Linked DNA regions of Astyanax mexicanus: region 2 is linked to region 1. A link is a contact called in public Hi-C data. All regions are on one chromosome and are shown on one strand. Each heading gives the region's core, a stretch centred on a gene start, on an enhancer-like site or on the middle of the called end of the contact. The rest is flanking DNA. Distances are from core to core; before and after follow the strand shown.

What was found. Hi-C and Micro-C count contacts between places; a contact is called where the count stands out from the background.
Region 2: a contact with region 1 is called in a Hi-C map of muscle, with 3 times the contacts expected there. The contact joins the promoter of wdsub1 here to the promoter of marchf7 in region 1. A contact is called at or near these places in 2 of 3 Hi-C or Micro-C datasets (both in muscle).

The regions. Positions count from the first base shown.
Region 1 is chr5:40,109,444-40,115,555 of AstMex3_surface, reverse strand. It overlaps marchf7 (membrane-associated ring finger (C3HC4) 7), which reads left to right and starts at 3,026. Exons shown (of 11, transcript XM_007248811.4): 1 at 3,026-3,119. LOC125802240 (a long non-coding RNA gene) reads right to left here and starts at 1,982. Exons shown (of 2, transcript XR_007439273.1): 1 at 1,757-1,982; 2 at 1-25.
Region 2 is chr5:40,304,792-40,310,903 of AstMex3_surface, reverse strand. It overlaps wdsub1 (WD repeat, sterile alpha motif and U-box domain containing 1), which reads right to left and starts at 2,273. Exons shown (of 14, transcript XM_049479067.1): 1 at 2,143-2,273; 2 at 368-788. The coding sequence starts at 765. baz2ba (bromodomain adjacent to zinc finger domain, 2Ba) reads right to left here. Exons shown (of 37, transcript XM_049479816.1): 37 at 3,537-5,112. The coding sequence ends at 4,956.

The sequences.
Region 1 (6,112 bases), core at 1,777-4,276:
GGTCAGTCCCCTTCAAAGCATAGGCCTGCAGAGAAGCACAGTCTTACAGAGGAAACATACTTACTCTTATTCTAGACATTTACATTCAGTTCTATCCAAACCTATTGCTGATACTTTCTAAACATTTAACCTCCAGCCTAATGACAGCCATAGCAGGAGGCCAAGCCTGACAACAGGCAGCTAGAACCAGCAAACAGCAGGGGAGTTTCTTTAGGTGTAGGCTTTGTTCCACTGAATTACAGATCATCCCTTTGTTGGCATCTTAGCTAAAGAATGTCTCTGCTTTTGCATACCAGCCTTTAAGCGAGAGTCCATAATATTTGTGGGTTTATGCACTGAGCATGTGGAAGAGTACTTTTAATATGGTAAAGTGGTGCAGTCCCCTTTCAGAGTGAATGGATGAATTTAGAGATTTTAGTGAGGACTCTCTCCTGCTTTTAATGTTTCTTTGGTTTAACAGTGAGTGAATGTGCATATGAAGACTGAGTTGGCTGTTATGATACCTCCATGTTCACAGTAGCTCATGTATCTGGTAGGCAGCAAAAAGCTGTCTTTGGCTGAAAAACTCCTGAGGAAAACTATCAGACTTTGATTTATAATGAATACATTTGGCATTGCTGGAATTTTAGCAGAAGCACACTGATGCCATTCATGAGAATATTTTGTCCCTGGATGAATGGATAAAACAGATTTTTAATACCATCATTGACAAAAATTTACTTTGTCACCACTGGTGTGCCACCTGTAGAAGATACTGTCTACACAACAGTCTCCCGTTTTCTCTACCAGTATAAGGGCACCATTTGGGACACTTATCTAGTAAAGGTCAGGCGCTTCATTAAAGCATTTTTATTACTAAAAAAGTTAAACCGGCACCTTTGCATCCCATTTATTTTATTTACATTTATTACAACAAGGGGCAACTAGGGGATCACTTTTTTCTACAAGGTCATTGGGGCAATAACATGATTTGAGGTAAAGTTTGAGGTAAATTTGAGGTAAAAATGCTACATAATGTTGCATTTAAATTATTTTTTTTTTATTTGGATGTTTTATTTATGTAAGCATGCCAGATTTCTAATTTCTAATGTCTAATTGTCATCTGCAGTGCTTAGGGAGTACTTAGGGAGGTTGATGTTATAAAAGGAACAGTCCTGCAAACCACATAAGTTACAAGACACAATTAACATTCCAGTTCTGTTTCTTTTGTCAACATGTACAGATGTCCAAAAGGCGGAGCCTAATTCGTATTTACTGCAGTGGAGGACAAATAAATTACATTGTCCAACTGAAGTGGGAGGTTATGAGCAAAAAATACAAATTCTCACATAATGCTGGTGTAAATACTTGAGTACCGTATTTTTCGTAATATCAGGCACACCGGATTATAAGGTGCACTATCAATAAATGTCTATTTTCTGGTTTATTTTTATACATAAAGCACACCGGATTATAAGGCACATTATGCTACACTAGTTAGGAACAGGGGTGTCACCATGTTTTCCTTTTAATTCAGCAGGTCTCTCCTGTAAAGCTAAGCTAAGTAAACAAAACTGCAACTGATAAAAAAGCTGGACGTTAATCTACACAGTTTTCTCTCCTAAAGAAAATGCTAGCTACGGTTAGCGGCTAATGCTGCCTGACAGTGCTACACTAAGGAACCCTGAGTGTTCCGGTAAGCCAGGGCGATAAAGGTTCATCCCATGTAGCTTGTTCTAACACAGTAAACACACAGACTCCAACCCGATAAACTCACCTCAGAACGGCAAAAGAGTTAGCGCTTAATTCGGTTAGCGGCTAATGCTAATACTGCTCCAGCAGTGCTAGCCAGGGTTAGCAGCAGTGTTCCCAAGTCTCTCAGTGTTCTCTGACACACGCACCTCAGCAAGTTCACACGCCACACATGGTATTTCTCCCGCTAGCCAATCCATCAGCTTTATATTATAATGTACTCTCATTGAGCCAATCAGAATATAGAACTGTCTGTTCTCCTTCAGTCAGTACACAACTGAAGGAGAACGGCGGCAACTCCGCCCACCCCCCCCAACTACTGAAGACAACTCGGTGAACAACTCGTGAACAACTGAAAAACTGCGCGCTCACCCAAACAGATCAACAATACTCACCTCTGAAAATTTTTGCGAAAATTAAAGGATTTTAAGTCTTATTCTTATAGTGCAAAAATATGTATCTATTTTATTCATTCGTGTTCTGAAATTGCCAGCTCAAATCTGATCACATACAACAAACAATGACCGAATACAGATTAGTTTGTGATGTCCAGACACGTAAAACTGATCTGATTACTTGCAAAGAACTGTGTGAAACAGTTGTCTCAACAAATCTGATTTCAGACACAAACCTGATTTCTCTGGAGTCTGAACACAGTCTCAGCAGGACAGCACTGATCTAGTACCCTGTGTATTAGCATTTTCTTTCATTATGAATGCGTAGTGAACGCTTGTGTACATACTGCATTAAGACTTAAGCACAATAGCGCTGATGTTTATTATTCTAATTAATGTCTCATTATCGCGTTCGCAGCATACAGCATTTCTAATTATACTGCTGATAGGATAAATACCATGTGGCTCCGTGCAAACAGAACTCCAAGCGCAAAGGGAAAGATCACGAATTGGTGAATTGGTGCGGCGCACCGCCCTCTGCCGGCCAATTAAACCAATGACTGACATCTACTAAATAAAACATCTGCCTGCTTTTATTTCAAATCATCAAATAGTGTATAATTATAATGATTTCATTAAACCGCAAGTCCATTTTTAATTCAGTCTTAATTCAGTTCTGTGGAGATTTTGTTTCGTGTTTAATTAAAGCATGTGCTGTCATTAATATTATTTGATTTATAGCGCTACAACTCAACTGTTCTGTACAAATACGGGAGACACTCCATCACACCGAGTTAAAACTAAATCAGCGATCTGATTGCACAGCCGAGAGAAAGAGGGCGGGACCTGTGGTCGTTCCGACTTGTTAATTGGGTGAACGCCCTGTCAATCAGCCCGCACAGCGAGCAAGGCGAAACTGGCGATCACATGACCTGCCCTATATCAATACACAGCCGCCATTAATACCAAAAGCAGAGAAACGGAAAATCAGAGGTGAGACACTTTTGCTTTGTGCGCTGCGGATTAAATCACATTTAACCGAGTTTAATACGGAGTGTCTGACTAACTAAACATATACACGCTCACATAACCCGGGGGCTGCGCGGTCAGTGGGCTGTGAGAGAAAAGCGGGGCAGAGCTTTGTTGTTTTGTGGGTAGGTAGCATTAGCATTAGCTAAAAGTGCTCAGAGTTGGTAGACAGGGTTAGCAAGCAGGCTAGCTAACACCAGCTGGCTAGCTTGTTTCTAAATGGCTAGCTAGCAGGCTAACGCGAAGCAAACACGGCCAAAAACAAGGCCTGGACTTTTTTTCTGTTTGACTGCTGCTGCTGACAGTAAAACATAATCCTCAGGATTATCCCAGTTCTGTGAAATGTCTGTGAAATATGGCATTCTGGTATTGTTAAATGTGTAAACTCATAGACAGGTTCTGGAGGAGCTGGGTTATGTTATGTTAGTTAACTCGACTGGGCTTTAAATAGTTCCTCCTCTTCGGTGCATATAAAAATAAGGAACTGTGTCGATTTGTCGCACAAAAACCAAAATATTTCTCAGCGCTCACCCGTTTAGACACTTTTAACTTCACTGTTGTCATCTGTATTCGACTTGAATTGAGTGTACTGCGCTTTTATTACTGACTTCTCGCTAGCTTAGTTAACTAGCGTTAGTTGTTGTGTTGCAAGTTTGACGAAGCCCACCACGAGTCGTGGTGCTTGAACGTTGTTCTCCTGAGGCCACAGACAGACAGACAGACATTTTGAAAGGTCAGTGGTGTCCCACATAGCAACAGTATGTCAAATCAACGTTCATTTTCTAGCTCTGATGCACCGAAACAACTAGGTTGTTTAGCTAGTTTATTTTACGTTGGTTTAGTTTTATTTCAACGTTATGGTTATAACGAGGTAAGCTAGCGTTATATGTGTTGTTTGTGCTGAACTTTACGTACTTCAAATATGTGTATCTTGCTTGTATTGTATATGTATAGCTTGTACTTGTGTTGCTGCAGTGTATAAGGTGTCAGTTCTATAACTTTTCAGTTCTATAACTGTTACTATTATTAGCACCCATCATAAAACCAGTAAGTGTAAAAAGAGAAACATCCGTTTGAATACTTTGCTTAACGTTAAATTCATGTCTGAATTTCAACACTTAATGCTGTTGATTAATCAACAACAATAATGTTGTTTGTTATCAGGTATGTGTTTTAATGGCTTAGATAGGTTAGCTAGCTAACTAATGTATTTTATTGCAGCGCAATCTCTACCTGAATATCATCTGATCAGCTGGTAACGTTATAATAATTATTTTGCTGTATCTAAGTTATAGCTAGATGGAATAGATTTGACTATAGCTAGGAAAAAAGGGGCTGCTTAGCTATTTTACCTGTCAAAAACATTTCCCTGAAGAATATTATCTATCAGCAACATATTGAGTTTGCAAACTGTTTAAAAGCTCAAGGTGTTTTATCTCTAGTTACACTAGAAGAACTGGATATACTTTTTTTTTTTTTCAAATATAGGCATGGCTCTGTTCACATGAAGGGTGTGTGTGTTTGTGTTTTTTCCTATGTAGGGTACACCCTGCTGCGTGAATAACAACCTAGCTCAAGCTAAAATTCATTTCAGCTTTACTTTCTGTGTAAATTGGGAGAGAAATGTGAATAACACCAAAATGTACAGATGTCATAAAAAAGAAGCAATCCAAGAGGGGCTTAATGGGGTAAAAAAGCTTTCTATAGGGTTAAATGTTAAATGTAATTGATAAATATGGGAGTATCTCTGAGTAGCTGTTTTCATCTGTGTGTTGTTCTGAGTGAAGTTATTGGTCTCTGGTTTTGTAGTTGTTGAGTTTCTCCTTTGTCAATTCAAACTATGTTGAGGATCTGTTTTTATGATGAAAATAAGATGAGAACTACCTAAAAATGAATACTGGAAAACAAGAACTATGACTAAATTTGATTGATGAAAATTGAGTTTAAAAAACGGAAGCATGGGGTAATTATTCGTATTATATTTAATTTTGACCACTGATTGGAACATTTTAAAATGGCAGGACCACACACATTCTTAGAGCCGGTAAGAACAGTGCTATGTAAGATGGGGGTACACAAATCTGCTATAGATAACAAAATAGCAAAACCAGCAAACCTTATGCAAAATATCTCACCACTAAGGCATAGGTATCCTAAGCTAATGGTATATTCAGATGTATGGCTGATTGTGGATGTAACTTAAGTCTGTTAGCTAGCTAAGGTACTGGTAAGCTAGTTTTAATAAATTTCTCATTGGCTTAGGTTATGTTGACCGCAAGCATCTCTTGAACTTATTCATACAGCCTTCACTGTGTTTTACAATACTATTAATTTAACAAAAGTGCGTATTAACAGTGTAACGGATTAGCTAGAAAAGTGAAAACAAAAATTTCAGTCTTTCCTAAAGACAGAATTCTCCTGTGTGCCTGTTATTTCAGTGATTATTTTGGTTTTACAGTTTTTAAACAGCTAGAGTGTTTGTTGTGTTGATTAGTACCAAAGATTGTATAAACTGTTTACTACATGCACAAAGAAGACTGGTTTTTGCAAAGTACACCTGCAGCTAACCGTATTTACACACCATCTAAACACTGATGTTACTTGACTAGATGTGTATAAAATCTATAGTGGTAAAGTAATGAATGCCTAGGATACTTAAAGCAAGCAATGTTAGTAGAAATATGTATTGTGTTTATTTGTCTTGCAATGTTAAAGCTCTACTTTTTAAAACATTTTAATGTTAGCATAATTTAAATGTAACAAAACTTAGTAATATATGTCAAAATAACACATCCAAAAGAGTAAAACCTCATGACGACCTAAATATTTTAGAAATGTAAAAGACTAGACTGTTTAGTTTTCGTTGAATTAAAACAAATAAAAACTAAATTAAATCTAAAACACCAAAACTAAATAAATCACCTGTCAAAATTAACACTGTGGTATGTAAAGCATAA
Region 2 (6,112 bases), core at 1,024-3,523, 200 kb before region 1:
TTTTTTTTGTTGTTTTGTTATCACTTTTGTATTTAAAAAGAAAGTAAATTACATTTAGGCCATTTATTGTATTCATTGATGAACAAAACCATGAAAACCTGCCTGAAATTCAGCCTTTGGCCAAATGTTTCATTTTGTTTAGTTTTGGCCAAAAATATTCATTTTGCTGCATCTCTAATAAAAACATACCAACTATTTTAGCTTTGGATTTCCTTATACAACTATCAAAAATCTCTAGAACTAAAAAAGAAAAGAGTGCCTAAACTGGCACTCTTTATTAAATGTTATAATAAATTGTTCTTGGTTGCAGAACTAGTTGATACATAGAGGCTGGTATCTGTTGCAGATCTTTTAAAGCTGAATTTACCTGAGCAGAGCTCTCGAGGGGAAGTCCCACAGAGCCAGGGAGCCATCTGATGCTCCCGACACCAGCCAGGAGGAGTCTGGTGAGAAGGCACACACTCTGACAGGGCTCCTGCCCGGATGCTCAAAAACAGCCTCGATCTCCCCGGTGTCCATCTTCCACACCACTGTGGTGGCATCTGTGGAGCAGGATGCCAGATACTGCCCACAGGGACTGAAGCAGCAGCAGTGGACTCCGTAGCCATGGCCAGACAGCGGGGAGAAGGACAGCTCAGTGAAGTCTCGGGTGGAGTAGACCCGGATGGTCTTATCTGCTGAGCAGGTGGCCAGCAGGGTGGAGGAGAACGCACACCAGTTCACATCATCCAGGTGGTTCTGTAAGCTGCAGATGAGAGACACCATGTTGAGCGGACACTGGGTGGTCCCTGTCAGAAAGGAAGAGGGAAAGCATTTACAGTATTAGTGGGGTTCTGGAATGGTGTAGACTAGCCATATGAGAGAGAGAGAGAGAGAGAGAGATAGAGAGAGAGAGAGAGAGAGAGAGAGAGAGAGAGAGAGAGAGAGAGAGAGAGAGAGAGAGAGAGAGAAGAGAGACAGAGAGGGGAAAAGATAAAGAGGGAAAGGGGAATACAGCTAGAGAGATCAAAAGACATAGAGGCAGAGATATACAATGTGAGAAAGGTTTTAGTTTTAGCTTTGGTTATGTTTCAAGAAGCCTCTGGAATGTCAACATTTATTTCTGTCAAAAGTTCAGGTCTGAACTCCTATGTTTCCAACATGCTTAGTTTGCAACCTGATTTTAGTAGGTTTAGCAATCTCCTTAGATGTTTTCTCTGCCAATAATGTGACCCATCTGAAACAGATTAACATTTTTTCCACAACCACAGGAAGTGTCTTTTTTTCACCTGATGGTTTATGATGTAAATGAGAAGCTACTCACTGCATCAGTTAGGGTTAAATAACTGACAGTTTAAACAAACACCCATTCAGTAATTATCCAATGGGAGGCTCTTACCAATTTGTAAATTAAATCCAGGTGGTGACCTTTTTGTGACCAGGCAGTGTATAAGCAGTGTGTAAGACTGGTGGAGGAGAACATGCCAAGATGCATGAAAACTGTGATTAAAAACCAGGGTTATTCCACCAAATATTGATTACTGAACTCTTACAACTTGAATATGAACTTGTTTTCTTTGCATTATTTGAAATGAAATGAAAGCTCTGCATCTTTTTTGTTATTTCAGCCATTTCTCATTTTCTGCAAATAAATGCTCTAAATGACAATATTTTTATTTGGAATTTTTGGAGAAATGTTGAACGTAGTCTATAAAATAAAATATGGTTCATTTTACTCAAAATTAGAGAAACTGATTCAGAAACTGAAGTGTGTAAATAAAATCCAGGTGGTGACCTTTCTTTTTTTTTTTTTACCAGGCAGTGTGTAGGTAGAGGTATAAACATATATGTATTTTCTTTTATAACTGTAGCAGAACCTTTGTTTTATCTTTATTATCTACTGTTGATGTTGCTTTTATTTTATTGTAATTTCAAGATCAATAAAGTATATTTAAACATTTATCTCCACTTTCATACTCAGTATTCTGACCTCCTGAAGAGACGCGTTTCCGAGCTTTTCTACATTACAAAAGTGTTAAATATCTCTATCTACAGTTTGAATAATCGGTTAATACTGATCCCGAGTCTCTCAGAAATCAGTAGGTTAGTAAACCTGGTTTAGCCGCGGCGCTAACCCCGCGGAGCTGGAGCTCACTCACTCACCGGGTTCACACGGTACAGTTTTACCCGCTTTAACTCTTCACTGTCCTCCAGCTGAACTGAAGCTCCGCCACACAGGAGAGAGAGAATTACTTACTTGTTAAAGAGAAAACACAACAACCTCACCGTCTCCCTCCTGCTTCCTCCTGACGTTAGCGTGACGTTGTGCGGAGATCACGTGCTGTTTGTTTATGGGAGGAGCGGCGGCGCTCTGCTGCTGCTGCTGATCTGTACTTCACACACAACACCAGTAAATCAGGAGTGGATGTCTGTGTGAACAGGTTATTATTCCTTTAATTTGTTTTTCTCAGCGTAGTTTTATGTTTTTACTGTGTTTGCTGCCTTCAGGCTCTCTGATTAAGTCCCTATTTGGTTAAATCTAAGTGTGTTGGGTCTGTTTGTGCCACAAAAGAGAATACACTGAAAACCCTAGCGTGCTTAAATGAAGCTTTTTTATTTTGTTTGGATTAAATAACAAAACTACATTGAATAATGCATTGTTTTTTTGTTTTTTTTTACTATTATTACAGTTACCCTAACTATAATACTAACCCCAACCTTAACCCTAATAGGGGTAATTGGTTATATATATATATATTTTTTTTTTACTTTTTCGTTAATCCTTTTTAATTCACATTTAACATAATACAAATATATTATTGGTTTCTGGAATTATGGTTCCCTCACCGTTTTCTGCCAAAATTAATACCTTTGTGCAAATATACAGCTGTGGACAAAAATGATGAGTTTTTTTATTTTATCAAATTGAAAACCTCTGGAATATAATCAAGAGGAAGATGGATGATCACAAGCCATCAAACCAAGCTGAACTGCTTGAATTTTTGCACCAGTAGTGGCATAAAGTTATCCAAAAGCAGTGTGTAAAACTGGTGGAGGAGTATATGCCAAGATGCAAGGAAACTGAATAAAAACCAGGGTTTTTCTATTCCACCAAATTTCGATTTTTGAATTCTTAAAACTTTATGAATATGAACTTGAAAGTTCTGCGTCTTTTTTGTTATTTCATTAATTTCTCATTTTCTGCAAATAAATGCTTTAAATGACAATATTTTTATTTGGAATTTGGAAAAAAATGTTCTACGTAGTCTATAAAATAAAACAATGTTCATTTTGCTCAAACATATACCTATAAATAACAAAATTAGAGAAACTGATTCAGAAACTGAAATGGTCTTTTTCCAGCTGTATCTTGCTAACTAACATATGTAAGCAGAGCCTTGAAACATACTGAATGGATTAAATTCTGATAACTGACTGTTGATTATAGCTTTATAATAAAGGGCTTTATTCCTCAGTAAAATTATACATTTTTATTTTTATAGGATATTACTCATCATTCATCAGAGTAATAAGAAAAGACTCAAAGTATCAGCCAGTGGCTTTAAAAACATCCTTTTAATAGGTCCGTGCCACACACATCCACACTCTCAGACACACACATACATACACACATACACACTAGTGAAAAATAATGCTCCTACAAAAGAACGCTACCATTTTGTTTCCCACAATATCTTTAAATAAAATAACTTCAAGTACTCTGACTCAGGTACAAAAACCTCTGTTCTAGCTGCCTCCAGTGGGCCACGACGCACGGGGGGTTTGGGGGGTGGGGGGGGTGGAGCAGGGGGTACGGGGAGGGGGTCTCGGACAGAAAGTGGTTTACAGAAAGACTGCTGTGTCTGTCACTCTGCAGCCGCACGGCCAGGATACTGAAAAATACTCCCAACAGCTCTCGAATGGAATACGGACGAGTATTGTACAGTATGCTGTTGTGTGGAGGAGGCCGGGGGGTGTTTTATATTAGAAAATAATAACCTTACAAAAACGAGAAATCAAGAAAAAACAAAACGACAAAACAAAAAACTTCCCTACACCCTATTCGGAAGGGCAGGCACTACCAAGATTAAGGAAACCACAGTGTTTGTAGAGGATATGTATATACTGTACAAACAATAAATGTGTAAGAATAATAATAATAATAATAACAATAATAAGTCACTTTAAGACTAAAATCAAATGCTACAATCGGTCTAAGGCATGAACAATATCCAATGTCTGAAACAATATTTACACATCATTCCAAACAAGACTCAATATATTGATATTAATAGACAGTATGTACACATGGGGGACCACTGCTCATCCGGGCGCGTGTACAGTGACGCAGTCAGCTCTGCTTCCGAGGGAGGAGCACTCCGATGCCTAGCGGCACAGAGCAGTGTAAACAGTTTTCTTTCTTTTCTTGGCTTGGTTTCATATTTGGAGAGGAAAAAACACATACAAATAAACATTCCATTAGATTTAAAGCAGTTTTGCTGTTTCTTCCTTTTCATAGAAAATGAAGAATGGACCTTTTTTGTCATAAATAATCATTTAAAAAAATTAAATACATTCACTATAATATTAACGATAAAGTAAAAAAAAACAGAAAAACAATGATATTTACAGGTAGTGGAAAGTGTTTTTTTTTCTCCTAGATACAGCTCTGATGGTGGGGTTGAAGGTTTCAGTGCGATTTACTCTTTTCTACAAGGTAATGGTATTGCACAAAGACACCCTCTCTCCTGTGTCTCTTTGGGTGTTGTGTGTGTGACTGTTTAGGGTTTAGGCCAGCGTGGCGAGCTGGTCCCGTGTTGTGTAGGCTAGGCGAAAGGACCCAGGCTTGCTGGGAGAAATGGCAAAATGCTGCTGTGATTCTGCAGGTGGTTTCGGAGCTCCACACGCACAGAAAGTTGAAACGAATGACAGTAAGTTTCAGTCTCGGTTCTAGGCCCATTTTTTAATCAGCTCAGTTACTGAGTCTGCTTCAGGAGCTCTGTCCATCTCTTCTCAAAGAACTTCCTCATGTTGTGTCCCGCGCGGCCAATGTCCGAGTTGTCCTCGTTGAACTTCTCACAGTTGTCGAACACCAGGTTGACGTCAATGATGAACGTCTCGAGGTTCTGGTACCTGAAGATCGAGAAACACAGGAGTGAGTGAGTTTGTGTTCCAACAAAAATGAGTACACCTCTCACATTTCTGCAAGTATTTTATTATATCTTTTCGAGGGATATGACTCAAGAGTAGTCAGTGTACAGTTTATATAACAACTGCATTCACTGTCCTCTGGAAATAACAAAAAACTTACATGAACATGTTAATACTTATTATTTAGTATTCCTATATACTGTATTTTTCACACTATAAGGCGCACCGGATTATAAGGCGCATTATCAATAAACATTTATTTTCTAGTCTGTTTTTATACATAAGGCACATTTTATGCTATGCTAGTAAATAGTAGAAGGAACAGGGGTGTCGCAATGTTTTTCTTTCTAAATTCAGCAAGTCTTTCTGCTGGGTGGTGAGATCTGTAAAACTAAAAACTAAAAAAATGTTAAGTAAACAAATCTGTAATTCTAAAAAATAAAGTCAAACAAACGCTGGATGTTAATCTACACAGATTTCTCTCCTGAAAAATGTTTATTTGGCTGAGTAAAGCACTTAGGTAAGCTTAGATTTCCAGATTTCCACTTAAGCTGGCATTAGCTACTAACCATGCTGAGCGCTAGCTCTTTTGTGGTTCAGGGGCGAGTAAAATCGGCCTGTAGCCTGCTGCTAACACCGGTTAGCACTGCTGGAGCAGCATTAGCAGCAAACCACTAGCGGTTAGCGGCTAATGCCACTCGATAGAGCTACACTGAGGAACCCTGATTGTTTCCGTAAGCCTGAGCGATATCAGCTAGCAGTCTGTCCCACGTAGCTTGTTTTAACATGGCAAACATGCAGACTACAGTCTGATATACTCACATCTGAGTGACAAAAGAGATAGCGTTGTGGTTAGTGGCTAATTCTAATACTGCTCCAGCAGTGCTATCTGGGGTTAGCAGCAGGCTACAGGCCAATAATACTCACCTCTGAACAGCCAAAGAGTTAACGCTCAGCACGGTTAGCGGCTAATGCTAATACT